Regions from separate parts of the Ovis aries genome. Here region 1 is linked to region 2. The links are chromatin contacts, called in public Hi-C maps. All regions are on one chromosome and are shown on one strand. The core of a region is the stretch at or near the end of the contact, and the rest is flanking DNA. Distances in the headings are between cores, read along the strand shown. Region 1 has its middle 23 kb from the start of PCMTD1. Region 2 overlaps PCMTD1 (protein-L-isoaspartate (D-aspartate) O-methyltransferase domain containing 1).

Evidence for each region. A called contact is a pair of places that touch in the nucleus more often than the background predicts.
Region 1: a contact with region 2 is called in a Hi-C map of muscle, with 3 times the contacts expected there. The contact joins two enhancer-like sites. A contact is called at or near these places in 11 of 16 Hi-C or Micro-C datasets (blood, hypothalamus, liver and 6 more).

The regions. Positions count from the first base shown.
Region 1 is chr9:34,070,528-34,074,601 of ARS-UI_Ramb_v3.0, forward strand. No RefSeq gene overlaps it. Among named protein-coding and RNA genes, the nearest start is that of PCMTD1, 23 kb to the left of the region's middle. Within about 2 kb of position 1,379, at least 4 of the 54 cell types and tissues checked have an H3K27ac peak or open chromatin away from gene starts, as enhancers often do. A contact at or near this core is called in muscle, where this site is marked.
Region 2 is chr9:34,026,313-34,030,486 of ARS-UI_Ramb_v3.0, forward strand. The region is part of intron 1 of PCMTD1 (protein-L-isoaspartate (D-aspartate) O-methyltransferase domain containing 1); the gene reads right to left. Among named protein-coding and RNA genes, the nearest start is that of PCMTD1, 22 kb to the right of the region's middle. Within about 2 kb of position 1,684, at least 2 of the 54 cell types and tissues checked have an H3K27ac peak or open chromatin away from gene starts, as enhancers often do. A contact at or near this core is called in muscle, where this site is marked.

The DNA of each region.
Region 1 (4,074 bases), core at 129-2,628, 44 kb after region 2:
GGTTAAACGGAGTGAGTTCAGTTCAGTTCAGTCGCTCAGTCATGTCCGACTCTTTGCGACCCCATGAATCGCAGCACACCAACCCCCTCTGTCCATCACCATCCCCCGGAGTTCACCCAGACTCACGTCCATCAAGTCAGTGATGCCATCCAGCCATCTCATCCTCTGTCGTCCCCTTCTCCTCCTGCCCCCAATCCCTCCTAGCATCAGAGTCTTTTCCAATGAGTCAACTCTTCGCATGAGGTGGCCAAAGTACTGGAGTTTCAGCTTTAGCATCATTCCTTCCAAAGAAATCCCAGGACTGATCTCCTTCAGAATGGACTGGTTGGATCTCCTTGCAGTCCAAGGGATTCTCAAGAGTCTTCTCCAACACCACAGTTCAGAAGCATCAATTCTTTGGCGCTCAGCCTTCTTCACAGTCGAACTCTCACATCCATACATGACCACTGGAAAAACCATAGCCTTGACTAGACAAACCCTAGTCGGCAAAGTAATTCAAAGCAGAGCTTTTGAATATGCTATCTAGGTTGGTCATAACTTTCCTTCCAAGGAGTAAGCATCTCTTAATTTCATGGCTGCAATCACCATCTGCAGTGATTTTGGAGCCCCAAAAAATAAAGTCTAACATTGTTTCCACTGTTTCTCCATCTATTTCCTATGGAGTGATGGGACCAGATGCCATGATCTTTGTTTTCTGAATGTTGAGCTTTAAGCCAACTTTTTCACTCTCCTCTTTCACTTTCATCAAGAGTGATGAAACGGAGTGAATGGGACTTCAATCAGGTCTGGGTTTCAGACCCTCTTTTCATTGTGATGTGTGCTCTGAGATCCAGTTCTGGTTACCTTCCATCTTCTCTGCTCTTCTCCCTCCTGCCCACTCCTCCCCCCCCCCCCAATATGACACCAGGGTCTCAGAATCAAGCGTTCTACCTTTAACAGGGTGGGAGGATCAGTCACTAAAACCCTGCAGAATGTGTTCATTGAGAAATTAACTCTTGTCCTCGTTTTGTGGGCCACTTCCCTATTTGTTTCCCTGGTGGCTCAGACCATAAAGAATCTGCCTGCAACGTGGGAGACCTGGGTTCAATCCTTGGATGGGGAAGATCCCCTGGAGGAGGGCCTGGCAAGCCACTCCAATGTTCTTGCCTAGAGAATCCCCTGGACAGAGGAGCCTGGTGGGCTATAGTCCATAGGGTCGCAGAGTCAGACACAACTCCCCTTTTTGCCCTAAATGAGACTGGGAATGTCATTCTTACTAATAAACACATCTTTGAGTAGGAGACTGAGTGGCAGGCCGCAGGGGGAGGAGGGGACCTGAGCTGTGCTGGAACACCCTGCCAAAGGTCCGGCATGGGAGCCAAAGCCCTTCAGACACCGTGTGCTGGAGCCTCGGCCAGGAGGCACCAGAAGTTCATTCCTGCCCGGCTAGGCTAGCAGCTTGGACAGGGTATCCCTGCCTCCCACCCTTGGGGCTGAGCGCACAGTCCAGCCCCTGGGAGTGTGCTGTGTGCTCAGTGGGGACTTTCTGAGTCTGCCATCCCTAGGAGCATTGTGACATCGCATGCCTCCATATGGGCAGGTCTCCTGCGACAAATTCCCAACACGTTCTGCCCAGAAAATGAGCTCACGCTGCTCTTGTCAACAGAGGCTTCCCCAGGCTTCCACCTTGAGTGACTTAATACCTGCACCCATCAGGGATTTCATCACTGAACACTGTGACATGCAGAATGCAGAACTTTTCAAATAAAAACTGCAGAATAGAAATAGTATCCTAACATTAATTTTCTCTTTCCATGGTTTGGCAGTTCGTTTTCACACAGTTCAGTTCAGTCACTCAGTTGTGTCCGACTCTTTGTGACCCCAGGGACTGCAGCACACCTGGCCTCCCTGTCCATCACCAACTCCTGGACTTTACCCAAACTCTTGTCCATTGATTCAGTGATGTCATCGAACCATCTCATCCTCTGTCATCCCCTTCTCCTCCTGCCTTCAATCTTTCCCAGAATCAGGATCTTTTCAAATGAGTGAGTTCTTTGCATCAGTTTTCACACAGTCCTTGAGAAATTAGAGTTTTCTGGAAACAGAATAGAAGCCTTGTAAATGAATTCAATATAGTAACACTTGATAACTCTGCTAGAAGACAAGAAACACTTCTAAATGCTGAAAAGTAAGCTGCGAAGTGCACCCGTGAATTCCCCATATCAGGTTCCATACCAGATGCTGTAGGGGAAGATTTTAGGGGTGAGGTTTGTGTATGTGTATGTACATATGTGTGTATGTGTTTGTATTTGTATATGTGTGTGTGTGTGATGTGGGTATATGTGTTTGTGTCTATGTGTGTGTGTCTGTGTATGTGTTTGTGTGTTATGTAGGTGTATGTGTTTACATGTGTCTGCGTGTGTGTGTATGTTACTTGGAGAAAGACCACATTAAGCTCGAAACCAAGAGGACTTTGTTCATCCCTTGCTTGCACTCCAGGGTAGAAATGGCAGGATACCAAGGTGACCTCAGGGAAACTTGTGTAACCCAGGAGGCTTCCCAGGACAGTTGTGGAAACAGGGCCTTGGTGTCTCCACTTGGGGACTGAGGGCCAGTGGGCAGGATAGGTGACTGTCCAGCGCCTGGCTCAGCCTGAGCTCAGGCTTACGTCCAGTTCACCTCACGATGGCCATGGACACTCAGCCCTGCCGGCAGGTGTACGTAAGCATCATGCTCCTTCTCTGTGCCCTGGGGACTGCCCTCTGACCCCGCAGGGCTGTGGGAGGGACACGTGAGCAGTGCCTGGACTTGGAAAGGACAGCACGGGCAGCAGCAAGGCCACCTTGGCTGTCAGGAGTCAGGTTTCAGCTCAAGGCAAGATGTCTGATGAAAGGAGGAGCTAATTCTGGAAGTGCTAAACTTCAGCTTGGACAAGCGCCTCATGAGGAGGCAGTATGGAAGGTCCAGGATGTTCTCTTCAGGCACTCCGACTGCCCCTTCCTCCCGGTCAGCTGGGGTCCCTCCCAGGCTGAGTCTCCTCCTCTTGCAGACTCGGATAGAGCTCTAGATGACATGGGAGCCACTCTGTGTGGCCAGACGTCTGTGTGGGAAGCTAGGGCCTGGGAGTGAGCCTTGAACAGGGAGGACCGAGACTAGGTTGGGGGGAGCTGGGCAAACACCACTCCTCATCCTGCCCACCCCACCCCCTTGTGGCCACTCCAGAGTCCCACGTGGACGGGTGGGTCTGAAGCGCTGTCACACACACGGCCTGTCATCTCCCTTGCGTCTTACCTCACCCTTCTGGGCCTGTACCTCTTTAAACAAGCTTAGCAACTTAATCCTTGCTTCTGGCTCCAGTTTCTGGATGATCTGGGTAAGACAGGTGTTTCTTTTAAGTCTGAGATTTGCTGTTATTGCAAAGCTAGGCTTTGCCTTTCACTTCACTTTCTTTGACGTCATACAAAGAACAACGTCCACGGATTTGTCCAGAATTTGCCTACCTATCCCCAACAAGGAATCCCATTGTCATGACATTAGGTATTCACATAATTATTTGAGGGCCCAGACACTGAAGTTGTCTTGTTTTTCATACAAATGGTGATGTTGCAGTGGTGGTAGGAGGCGGCTAATCTCTTACAGTCCAGGGCACGGATTATTCCTGAATAAGGAGTTCTCAGAGGATTTTTCAGAGAAGGGGAAAGGATTAATCCTGAAGATGCCAACAGAGAGGATTAAGGAGGATCCACAGAGGTGGGAGGGAAACCAGGAAAGTGTGGGGTCCTGGGAGCTCCGGGAAGAGTTGCTGGGAGCGGAGAGCCCGACTGTGCCGATGCTACCGAGAGAGTGCAAGACAAGACTCCAGTTCCCACCGCAAAGAGTAACCGAGACACCCGTGACCTTGACAAGATGGGTGTTGAGTGAGGCCAAGCCTAGAGCAAGGGTAGATTTGATGCAGCAAAGATGAATGAAGGGGTGGTGTGTGTAGACTCGAAATCTGGACAGGTGGCTGCACACAGGATCAGGGCTGGTGTCTACATGCATGGAGAGTAATCAGAAAGGGGAAAGAGATGAGAGTGATTCAAGAGGCAGTAGACG
Region 2 (4,174 bases), core at 434-2,933:
TTACAGGGTCAGTCAAGTCAAAGTCAGTCGAGTTCGACTCTTGCGACCCCATGGACTGTAGCCCTCAAGGTTCCTCTCTCCATCGGATTCTCCAGGCAAGAATATTGGAGTGGGTTGCCACTTCCTTCGGGGTATATGGACAGAAAGAAGATGCACAGAAGCCCAACTAGGACTAAGAAGAAACGGTTTAAATGGTAAGGAGCTTTACTGATTTCAGAAAATCTTAGTAGCCTAAAGGAAAGGGTTCTTTTCAAAACAGATTCACTCACAGCCCAAAATAAAGCACGTACTAAGAATAGTCTTTGTAATTCCTTAAAAAAAAAAAAGTAGGGTAAAAAGACAGAGGGAAAACTGAAGTTTGGCGTAATGCAGAGAAGAGAATCTGCCTTAGAGAGAACCATGGAAACCTGCAGAACTGTGTTCTGTCCAGAAAAAAGGGGATAGGGGAAAGGAGGCTCTGGATCTCCCTCACTCTCAGGGATCAAGGGAGGCATGAGTTTTCTAAAGGGGTGCTTAAAAGGAAATGAAGAGAGATTTGAAAATCATAAAAGGGCTTGTACTTAAAAGAACACTTACAACTCATTAATAATAAGGATGCCAACAATGTAATTTAAACATGGAGCAAAGAGCTGAATAGACATTTCACCAAAGAAGATAGAGGAATGACCAAAAATCATAGGAACATATGCTCCACATCATTAGTCATCAGGGAGGTACAAGTTAAAACCACAAGATACCATGTTATACCCACTAAGATGTTATTTAAAATAAAACAAAACACCACTAGTGAAGATATGGAGAAACTGGAACTTCATACATTGTTGGTGGGAATAGAAAATGATGCAGCCACTCCAGAAAAGCTTGGCAAGTTCTTAAAAAGTTAAACACAAACTTACCATACAGTCCAGCAATCTCACTCCTAGGAATCCACCTGAGAGAAATGAAAATGGACGTCTCCACCAAGACTATTACACATGAATGTTCACATCAGCATCATTCAAAACAGGCATCAAGTGGTGAAAGAACAAAGTGTGGTCTACCCACACAACGGAATGCTACTCAGCCACCAAGAGGAATGGAGCAACGATGCATGTTACAGCAGGCGTGAACCCTGAAAATCTAACGCTCAGGGAAAGCAAGCCTACAGAAAGATCGTATGCTACACGATTCCACTGACATGACATGCACAGGAAAGGAAAACCCAGAGACAGAAAAGAGGAACGTGGCTGCCAGGGGCTGGGGGAGGGAATCTTCACAGGCGATGGAAGGGCTCTCAAAATGGATCACCTTCATCAATGAAGGACTAGATTCTCTGTGACAGTTCTTCATAGGAAGACTCTTAGACTATGAATGTATCTTCAACTGGAAACTAAACAAGTTATCTGAAATGAGGTATAATTTAGAACTTGGAATCATCCATCTTCTCTGTATGGGACAAAAATAAATTCCATTTATGAATAACTGCTTCAAGTGTACTTTAATTATGAGAAATCTCCTGAAGTGAGGATAAACCTCCTCTCACCGAACAAGAGCTCTCAAGACTGCAAGGTGGAGATTCCTCAAGAGGCCTCCTCCGCAGACCTCCCCTCTCCCCACCTCAGCCTGGACCCCGATTATACCAGCACATCACTGGATGAGAGCTGCTACTGCCAGGGAGCACCTGTCACCCTCGTCTTGTGACTGAAGGGCAGGGCTGAGTGCCAGGGTGCGAGCAGAACTTAGTAAGACAAGGTCATGGGAAGCACCAGGACCCAGCCTGAGGCACCACACTCAAATAATTACAGGCAGCACGTAAGCACCCTCCTCTGGAGTGAGTGCTAAGTGATTTCTGTGAATGTGTCCCCTCCTTGATTTAATTAAATGCTCAAGAAATACAAACCAAACAAGGAGAGCAGCAGAAAAATGATTAGCTTCTCAGACGCTGGAGAGATCCAAGATTTATTAACTGTAATCACAGTTTTACAGGCTCTGTTCTTTCCTTTTTAAAAGTTTTTATCTTTCTCATCAAATACCTTCTCCATCAAAAGGAGAGAAATTATACCTTGATCTTGACTGCACGCACACACAGACGAATCCCCAAACAATATCCAGTAAGGGTAGTCATGCCTGTGACTGAACACTTGTGACTCCGTGGAGCCTGGGAGCAGGAGGAGATGTCCTCCCTGTGAACTGCCACACAAGGGTCTGTGTTTCCACACTGCCTTCAGGCTGGAGGAGGAAACACTCCAGACACAATAAATTAATGCATATACATGGAATCTAGAAAAACAGTACTGATGAACCTATTTGCAGGACAGGAATGGAGGTGCAAACAAAGAGAATGGACTTGTGGACACAGCAGGGAAAGGAGAGGGTGGGACAAACTAAGAAAAGTGGCGCTGACATAGACACACCACCATGTGTAAAGCAGACAGCTAGTGGGAAGCTGCTGGGTAACACAGTGAGCCCAGCCTGGCGCTCTGTGAGGACCTAGAGAGGCGGGATGAGGTGTGGGAAGCTCAAGAGGGAGGGGATATATGCACAATTATGGCTGATTCATGCTGTTGTACTGCAAAAACCAAAAGAATGTTGTAAAGCAATTTCCCTCCAATTAAGAAAAGTCAATAAAATTGGCGGCTGCCCCACAAAGGCAGCTAGCCCCAGGAAGCCCATTTCTTAGGGACCAGGACTAGGGAATAGACTGAGTGAGCAAGGCTGCTAACTGTGATTCCTTTTCTCCCCCCTCAGGCCTTTGGCTAAAACTCCCACCTGCAGCAGGAGCCAGCTAACCATCTGGAGGAGCAGAACACTTATCTGAGGCTGGACTCGAGCACTAGTGGCCAGAGCTGGTAAAGAAGCACACTGGCTCAAGGACAGCAAGCCCACTTTGGGAAGAAGCTCTCTCTACCACTCCACTCTGCTCCTTGGATTTGGAGATCTCTCAAACCCCACATCCCTTTCCTAGAGGCTCTCATGATACAAGAGTTGGATTTCTGGGATTCCCAACCTGATGAAAATGCTATCTCAGAATCACAGAGATCACCAAACGTAAATGCAAACTGCTTAAATTCTCGCTAGGCAAAAACGAATAATGTCACCTTTCTGACCAGTTACTACGTATCAGGAACTGACTCCATAGTGGGATAAACAGGCTTCTTTTTAAGTGAAACAACTGCAGGCTCCATGACTGGGAGAGAAGTATAGAGACAGCCAGCACAGAGCAATGGGATTTCAGGCTTGAAAACGCCTGAAGCCATACGATGTGAGCACATAATTTACTGTCCAAACTGGGACACTTTGGCAACCAAAAGGACATTACTAATACTGACGCTAGGATAATCAAAAAAATCAGGACTGCTTAGTCACAGGGGGATCACAGTCATTTCTCTAAAGTCCTCCAATGATTCCCCAGCACTCCAGAGTGAACTGTAAGCCACAGCCTCGTCCTTGTAACCTGGGAAGACACCTCAGCCACAGGACACGTCACAGGGGATAAGAACCGCTCACTTCCTGTCTCTCCACCCCAGCCAGTCTAGTCCGCAAACCGCAGGGCAAGTCTGTGTCAGATGGGCCTTCGTGTTGCACCTTGATGCCTGCCTGTCACGTGGTGGTGCCCAGCAAACACCAAAGGGAGCAGTGACAGCTTTGGTTGTCCATCCTCTGCCCAACGTCACGTGTCTTTCAGCAGTGTCTCCCCTGGCATGCTTTGTCCACCCACAGGCTCAACTTCACAGCTCTCATCTCCTAGCTATGGCACCACAGGCAAGTCACTGAACTTCAGTGACTCAGTTTAAACACACAGGAACCATGACAATACACACTTCACAGGGTTACTGGGAACACTAAACAGGTTACTAGACCATGTCAAGTGCTTTCAGCAATGTCAAGCCTTCATCGTGAGCACCAGGAAGCTTCAGGAAGGCAGTGCTGTCTGTCCCTTTTGATTACTGCTGTATGCTTGCTTCAGAAATAACGCTTGGTGGACACATAACGACCCACACTCTTCCCCCTCTTCCCTGCCCTGCGTCCTGCACTTTGCCCCAGCAGTGCCACATCTTCCGCCCCCCACATGCTTCTAGATCCCTAACAAGTACAGCACCACCCACTTCAGCACAGGACACCAGGGCCCACCAAACTCTCCCAGCCGCTGTCAGGATGCTTGACCTCAAGTAGGCTACGAGATGCTCCTGAGCCT